Linked DNA regions of Sus scrofa: region 1 is linked to region 2. A link is a contact called in public promoter capture Hi-C data. All regions are on one chromosome and are shown on one strand. The core of a region is the stretch at or near the end of the contact, and the rest is flanking DNA. Distances in the headings are between cores, read along the strand shown.

Evidence for each region. Promoter capture Hi-C pulls out the DNA fragments that hold promoters and counts their contacts.
Region 1: a promoter capture Hi-C map of liver shows a contact between it and region 2, with 2.8 times the contacts expected there. The contact joins the promoter of EID1 here to the promoter of SECISBP2L in region 2. A contact is called at or near these places in 1 of 5 promoter capture datasets (liver) and 2 of 47 Hi-C or Micro-C datasets (heart right ventricle and skeletal muscle).

What each region holds. Positions count from the first base shown.
Region 1 is chr1:122,809,955-122,814,230 of Sscrofa11.1, forward strand. It overlaps EID1 (EP300-interacting inhibitor of differentiation 1), which reads right to left and starts at 2,527. Exons shown (of 1, transcript XM_001928761.4): 1 at 530-2,527. The coding sequence starts at 2,177. The coding sequence ends at 1,602. The region is part of intron 4 of SHC4 (SHC-transforming protein 4); the gene reads left to right.
Region 2 is chr1:122,631,490-122,635,850 of Sscrofa11.1, forward strand. It overlaps SECISBP2L (SECIS binding protein 2 like), which reads left to right and starts at 2,139. Exons shown (of 18, transcript NM_001206341.1): 1 at 2,139-2,442. The coding sequence starts at 2,419.

The DNA of each region.
Region 1 (4,276 bases), core at 1,277-3,776, 180 kb after region 2:
TAAGCCATGGGAGAAGTAGTAAAGACATTTGAGTGCCACAGTTTAACCTCTTTCCCCACCTCTGCTCCCATGCTAGTGTTTGAATTATGATCATCCTTACTTGCTAGTTCTGTAATTTACAGAGAAGAATCCCCTTCCCTGAAAGACAGGATAACTGTAACATAAGTAGGCTCTGAGTGGTCGTGTTGTATTGGCTGTGTCCTTTACTGCCATAATGGAGCAAAAACATCTGGTACTTTTTCACTGGGCACAGCCTTCTGACTGCTATTCACATAGAACTTCAGCAATATGCTTATTGATTTGGTAGGTTGTCCCAGGTTGGTCAATTCTCTTATGGGAATTTACTAAGTTTAATTTCCACCAATTAATTTGTAAATCAGGTATGTGAAGCTAGAGAACTTTCCCTTTTTGTTTTTTTTTTAGTGGTTAAATTTAAATCATAAAGTGGTTGCGCCCATACATTAAAGTAGTATATAATACAATAAAAGTAGAATTAGAGAAAGTATGTATGCAATACCATTAGACAAAATACACAGAACAAGAAATTTTTATTATCTGGAATGCTGGTGCATAACCAATAACAAGCTTAATTAGAGGAGGAGACAGAGGAAAAACTTCAGATACTGAGGTGAATTTCTGGGCAGGTTTAAAACCCTTAAGGGCTGACAGCATAATTGTTCATAAAGTCTTTTGTAGATGTAGGGCTCTCCTTTTACTTGACAGTTTTCAGTTAACAGTTCTTATATTATGAAGTTCAACCAAAGTCTTTTGCCTGTAAAGTTACATGAAAAACAAAGAGCAAGTAAAACAGAAAATTTCTCTAGTATATAAAGATGTTAGTTTTCTTTGTACTTTGACATTCTTAGTTTGAAACTTTATTAAGGACGTCTTAATTTTTGACTTTTAAAAATGGTCAAGACGGTAAATTTTCTTGAATTCAAGATTACAGTAGTGTTATAAATGATCAAGATATATGTACAAACAATATCTCAGATGCTCTTGGAAACACGCTTTAAGATATAGCACACATGATACACATTTCTTTGGAGGCTCGATTATTCTTTTGCAATACTGAAGAATACTCAATTTACCTTTCGCTAAAAATTTAGCCTTTGGATAATAACTACAGCTTGGCTTAGATGAATCACAAAATGACATCTTCAGTATGCTTTCAGTCCAAATAACTCAGACATGTGGTGTCCAAAGTTGGATAAATTAGTTACTTTTTCTCATATGATTAACATCAGTGGGCTCTTGTACCGGCCATGTGTCTTGGTTTTTCTTGCAAAGCCATCCGGAAATGTGAAAGATACTTTCCCAAATGCAAGGAAATTAATCTAGATCAGTAACAGAGTCAAAGCCACAAGTGTTTCACGACATTCTTGAAAACAGGTTTCAACAGTACTGAGATCCTTTTCCTTTAACAATTTTCTTCCTTTCCCATAACTGTGAAGTCACTTTCCTAGTCTACACTGCCCCCCCCCCCATTTTTTCTTTTGGATCAAGTGTTTCATTGGCACGGAACTATTCGGAATGAACCCAAGAGACTGGAATGTTGTTGGGTCTCTCCTCAAGTAGTTTCCTCCTCTCTTCACAGCATACTACTCTCTATCAATAATCTCATCACAGCCGAGTTCTTCGGTCAGACGATTGACAACCATAAGTGAAAAAAGCTCCTCGATAAAAGCCAACTGATCGAACGGGGTCTTCTCATAATGCATCTGAAATCCGCCCCCCAGAGCTGCTTCTCTCGCTCTGGAGGTCCTCAGAAACATCTTGTTGGCTTCTTCCAGGGCCGCTGAGACTCTGTAGCCCGCACCACTCAGCTGCTCCTCTTCCGGATAGTCGTAGTCGTCCTCCCAGTCATCAAATTCCTCGCCCTCGTCCTCGCTCTCGAAATCAGGGCCCGCGATCTGGCCCGGGCGCTCCCCAGGGTTGGGCCGGTTAGCGAGGCCTCGCTGCCCCTGCGGCTCCGCCATTGGCTGGGCCACCTCCTCCTCCATTGGGCCTTCCTCCTCCAGCTGTGGCGGGGCCCCGGAGCGGGAGGGGTTCGGGGACGGCCCCCGGCTCCCGCTGCCTACCTCCATTTGCGGAAGGTCGCTCTCGCCGGGCATCACATCCATCTGCAGGTCATTGCTCTCCTCATAAAGCTCGGACAGCTCGTGCATTTCCGACATTGTGCAATCGGCTAGACCTCTCGCCAAGCGTTTTCTGCAAGATCTGGGCTACGCGGCCGCGCGGTTGTGCGCTTGCGCACACGCCGTGGGCTTGCGTGACCTTGAGCGTGTGCGCGACCCCCAGAAATCGCCTCCTGCTTGGCGCGCTGCTCAGTCGGCAACCGCTAGCTGTTCGCTCCTGGGGACTTACGGGACCTTGGTCCTTTCAGACTAAATACACTTACAAACGAGAGCATTGCTTAGCCCCTGCCTTACTTAGTCATTCTGCTTCTGATGCTGTAATCTTGAAAACACTTTACACATCTTCTGTAACACCCCTTAACCCTCCTCCTCCATCGCCTTCCTCCTTCCTCCCTCCGCTTTTCGCTCCTCCTCCTTCCCCCATCCCCAGGCAATCACATCTTCTCCTAGGTTTTAACTACTTTTTTCTAGGCGCAAATGACTGCTAAATCTGCACCTCCAAAGCAAAAGATGTTCTGAACCACAGAGCAATATATTAAGAATTGATCCATCCATCTCTAATATTAAAAAAAAGTTAAATGAACAAATAAGCATATTAAAGGTGTTCTACAAAGAAAAAATAAATAGAAGAAATACTTGCTCCTGTTTCTTTTTGCAGGAGACATAACCTTACACTGTTAGCAATTCGGTGTATATTCTTTAAATTCCCTCCCCCCCTTTCTTTGCATTTACGTGGATCTCTCTATTGTCTTCTGGAAAAGTCTTTTTTTTTTTTTTTTCTTTTTACATATCTTAACATAATTGTCTTCAACTTTCAAAACAAGGAAACGAAAAAGCCCTCAGCAATGTCTTGAAGATTTAGCAGTGTTAGTGTCCACAGACATGTGTTTTTCCTAGTATGCTACTTGTATAGCAATGTTGCAAATGACCTAACAATGCACAAATAATTTTATAATTTTTGATATTTAAAATTATGGGTAAAAAAAAAAAAAGAAAAAACTATGGGTAAATGAACATCCCCAAATGACAATATTTCTCTCAAATGAAAACCTAGAAGTGCAAAGGTGAAATTGTAGGGTATTCATCCTTTAGTTTTAATAAATGTCAAATTGCTCTTCAAAGTTGCTGTGCAAATTTAGGCTCTAGCCAGCCATATTTGAGAATATCCACACCCTTGCCACACATTATTTTGTTGATTGTTAACAATTTTATCACTTAAAGGTGTATTATTTTATTTTTCATAGTCTTATTACTTGGAAATTATCTTTCAATATGTTTAGTGAACCTATGTATTACTTCTGAAAATTAAATGGTCTTATTTTAGGTTTGTTTATTTTTCTTATTGATGTAGGAATTTCTTATAAACTGAGTGTATGAATACTTTGTTTCACATGTTGCAAACATTTTCTCCCTGCCTCTTGTTTCTTGTTTCAAGGGTCTTTTAAAAAATGTTTTATTGAAGCATAGTTGATATATAATGTTGTGTTAATTTCTGCTGTATAGCACAGTGGTTCAATTGTACATATAAACATATCCTTTCTTTTTCAGATTCTTTTCCCATATAGGTTATCACAGAATATTGAGTAGAGTTCCCTGTGCTATACAGCAGGTCTCCAGTGACCATCCATTTCATATACAATTGTGTCCATATGCCAATCCCAAACCACCAATCCATCCCTCCCCCCATCTTTCCCCTTTGGTAACTATAACTGTTTTCGAAGTCTGTGAGTTTGTTTCTGTTTTGTAAATAAGCTCATTTTTTATCATTTTTTTAGAGTTCATATATATAAGTGATATCATATGTTTGTCTTTCTCTGTCTAACTTACCTCTGTATGATAATCTCTAGTATCATCCACGTTGCTGCAAATGGCATTATTTCATTCTTTTTTATATCTGAGTAATATTCTATTGTATCTTTATTCATTCATCTGGCAGTAGACATCTAGGTTGCTTTCATGTCTTGGCTATTGTGAATAGTTCCGCTATGAACATTGGGAAGCATGTTGCCCAGGAGTGGGATTACTGGGTCATATATTAGTTTTAATTTTAGTTTTTTGAGGAACCTCCATGCTGTATTCCATAGTGGTTGTACCAGTTTATATTCTCAGGGCTCTTTTCTTACATAAAAGTTTAAAAG
Region 2 (4,361 bases), core at 889-3,388:
AGAGTGATAAGCATCTTGGAGTCATCCGGTTTTCGACCACAACAAGGAACATCGGGTTGGAGTGCTGTGATTCCGGTCTAAAATATAATGTTTTTAAAATGTCTTTTTTAACTTCATGGTTTTTTCTGTGTGTGTGTGTGTGTGTGTGTTTTCCACACCCATGGCACATGTAAGTTCCCGGGCCAGGGATCAAACCTGTACCACAACAGTAACCCAAGCCGCTGCAGTGACAAAGCCGGATCCTTAACCTGATGCACCACGAGAGAACTACTCTTTGTAGTTTTAAATTTTTATTGTAATAACTATTGCTAGATTGTGTTAAATAAGAAGAGAATTGTGACATTTTTGTTGTTATAATTTCTTATTATTCTGTTCTTAAATTTTAAATGTCTTGTACATAGGAAATTCTCAGCAAAAACTATTTCATAGTCATAAAAATCCTACAAAGTGGAAAAATCCTTAGAGATCCTACATATCAATTTCCTCAGAGAATTTCTTAAAGGAAGAAGACCAAAGTATTACTGTATTTTTATGACTGTATTATTACTGAATTATTATTATCTTTTTACTCAAATAGGGGTATCTTATGGACAGTAGGGGCACATTCTCAAAATTCAGAGTTCTTTTTATCTTTCACTTGTGAAGGAGGATGATCATCTGTTAGTTTACGTAACTGCATTTTATAAATAGCTTACTTTCTCTGAGCAAACCTAAATTCATTCAGCATTCAGTGATAGACACTAGGGACCTAACATTACATGAATTGCTCATGTATATAACATTCATACATATATGTGCAATTTAAACACATAAACCTCTATATGTACCCACATGCATATACACTTAGAAGAGGTACTAAAATTAAATAAATGGAAAATCTCTACACACAAATATAAATGTTTCTCCTTAGAAATGTTTTCTGCTGCCGGCCTTGATATAAGTCTTAGTGATCCAAGTTAGCTCCTTTCACCAGGTCAAAATATAGTATCAACTACAGTTAGATGCTCCACAGACCACCTCTTCTTGGAGTCCTATTCAAATAAAACCAGACTAACAAGCCAGACTAACTGAAAAGGCAATGCAAGTCTTTACTGATGTCTCCTGAAGCATAACAATGCAAACTTCTTAAAATTGTCTTCCAGTTGTAAGTCTCCACTCCAGGCCATCAAATAGTAGCCTCTACTCTCTTTCTTCACTTAGTGTAATTTTGCTTATATAACTTTTTATTTTTCTTCCTTACTCTGGAAATGACCAGCAAGTAAGAACTCTTAGGGAGAAAAGTATGTGTAGAGGGTGCCTCTGAGGAGATGCCCAGAGGCAATCTGCCCTCTTACCAAGTGTCCAATTTCATGGCAGTCTCTTTCTTCAAGGAACTATTGAACTAGAGATAAAATCAACAGTCAAGTACAACGAAAAAAGTAACATACCAGAGTTGGTGTGTTACCTGTGGGTGGTGGGATACAGGCTTGGTAAAATTAGGGATAGAGATAGAGAAGATCTGCCTAAAGGTGGACCTGGACCTTGGACTATGAATTATTTATTCAGTATTTATGTAGCCTCTTGACTTGGTTTCTCACTGGTGGTCAATCTGTGGTATTTTCTTCTACAGTCAAGACTCCCTGTAACTGGATAACATAAGGAAGGATCATATGTACAGTGGGCATCTAAAAATTCTTCCAAAATCACTAAGAGGCAATTTGAGATAAGGATGGTCCCTGAAGACTGGAACCTGAGTGTCCTGGGTCCCAAGTGGCCCCACATTCCTCTAGTTTAATAATCCACTATTCAATATTCTTTGATAGCCTATATGGGAAAAGAATCTGAGAAAGAATGGATATGTGGGTATATACAAATGAATCACTTTGTTGGACAGCAGAAATTATCACACTATAAATCAAATATATGTCAATAAAACTATAAAATGAAAAAAATTGAATATATTAAAGAAAAAAAACCCAAACGGTACGGAGGGGCAGTTGAGGGGAAATTTAGTCCAGGCAAAGCACAGAGCTGTTGGGAACACCTGCTGCTGGGAATATCCAGCCTCCAGATTGGCCAGCTCGTGTTAGGTTAGCGCCTGCTCAGGCCGCGTGCGGTCACTCCGCCCACTGCCCCCTTCGGCCCCACCCCCTCCTTCCATTTTGCGTACCTCCATTTCCGACTACGCCTCTCGCCCATTTGGACCCTCCTCGGCTTCCGTTCCAGATGATCCCTCCCAGAGGTTGAGGCTGCCTCCTCCTTCTTCTGGAGCTAGAGCCACCTCCCCGGCCAGTGGCGTAGCCGGACTCTGCGTCGGGGCCAGCTAGATAGGGGCGGAGGTCCGGAGCCCGGTCTGGACTCGAGCGGAGGGCCATGGAGAAAGCGGCCCCAGGCGCTTTCCACACCGACTAACGTGGGCCCGTTCCGGCTGTAGGCGCCATGGACCGAGCCCCCGCAGACCAGGTAGGCAGGCTTGGGCCGCCCGGGCCGGGCCGGGGTCTGGGGGTTGTTGCTAACTCCGGGGCGGGCCCTGGGCTCCGAGCGCGGCCCAGGACGACAGGAGCCCTCGGGTTACTGCTGGTGCAGACCTCCTTACCCCGGATCCTGTCGGCGCCCTCCTCTCTTGCATTGTTCCAGAGGCTCTCTCAAGCTTGGGGGCTTTTTCATTTCAGATACCCCCTGCCCCCCGGGCTGGGGACTCGCTCTTGCCCCTCCTCTTTGGCCTGGTAAAAGGGGCCAGAAGACTTCCAAGTAGTCCGTGGTCTCCGAAGAGGAGGGTTTGTAACTTCCAACGAAATACACCCCCCCCTCCCCCGCCAAACTCCATTCCCTTCAGTTCTGGAATGTATTTTCAAGGTGGAAAGGTTTTTGAAGGCTTCTCAGGAAAACTGTCAGAGAATGTGTGATAACTACAGATGAAGGGGGGTTACAGGCTTTTTAAGATTTATGTTCCCTTGAGCGAGGCATGGTTTTTGCAATGGTATTAGGGAGGTTTTTCCTTTTAGATATGAAATACTACGGTTTCTCTTTGCCCTTTAGCCAGGTATTTTGCAGAAGTTAGTTTTTTAAAAAACAGATTTTATATTTTAAAGGTGTAGGACCCCCAGCACGAATTCATTTCCGAGCCCGTTTTCATATTCCCGCATTAGTCCCATTAGTGTTTTTCATTACATCAAATTCCTGATTATCCAAACTAGCAGGTGCTGGAAGGCTGTGTCAAAAATAATCTAAAATAATTGTTTTCTGCCCCTCCAAAAGTTTCAGTATTTTCCACTCTTGAGACCTGTTTGAAACAATTTGATGAAGTCGAAGTTTACCTACTATCCATTCCCCTTTTCAGTGAAAGAAGGCCTTGTGACGAACTAGGCAAAAAAGATGAGGAAAAAAGGCTATTGATTTGCCTAATTACTTTGCAAATGGATAATTAACACCTGAATAATGAAACAAGATTTCCCAACTTCTGTATCTGTATAAATGTAGCTAGTCAGAGCCAGTTTTGATTTTGAAATACTGCTCTTTTAGCAGGCAAAGGGCAGCTTCCTGGTTGTGTATATTTGTTGTTGTTGTTGTTGTTTTTAAACAAAAACTTTATTTAAAGAAAGCTTTATGTGAATATGACCCTGGAAACACAAATGAGTCTTATGAAACACTACTGTATTTACCAGAACAAAATTGACTGGGCCCCCTTGGCAAATATATACAGTTTTTCCTGTGACCCAGAGTATTCTATATACAACCCATATCCAATTTAATGAAAGACAGCTTTTTAAAGTATCTATCAAGAACGCCTGAGATTTCAAAGTCTGATAAGTGAATGGGAAATTTTCTTGAATGATTTTCTTCTATGCGTGTCAGTAATGAAAGGGTTAAACATTTTGGTCCTTCACCATGATGACAGAACTGTAACTAATAATGCTACCATATGTATACTTATGATTCCTTTCATCCCAGAGGAAATGTAATTAACTGTTTATATGATAAACTTTAGCATAGCTATTTGTGTGTGGTTACCTTAACATCAAGTGTTGTGAGCAAATTATTTAGAGCCTCTTCTTTCATCCTCTATCTTTCCGAAGTCCACAACTTATTAAAATCTTATAGAAATTTAAGGTTCAGAAAAAAATTCTTGTGTCGATTTTCCTTTGAAGATTTTTTCTTTTTTGTCCAATACCTCCTGCCTCTTCCCTAATCTAACCCTAAATGAGAGAATAATTTGAATCAATCCAATTTCCTTCCATATATACTAACAGGCAGCTGAGTGATGCTGCTTTGCCTAATTCTTGCTGTAGGCTGTTAATTCAGGGGTCCAGAGATGATCTGGAAGGAGTCTCCATTTTATATTAGCGCTTTTCCAGGTAATTTGGAATATGCTTTTATATTTT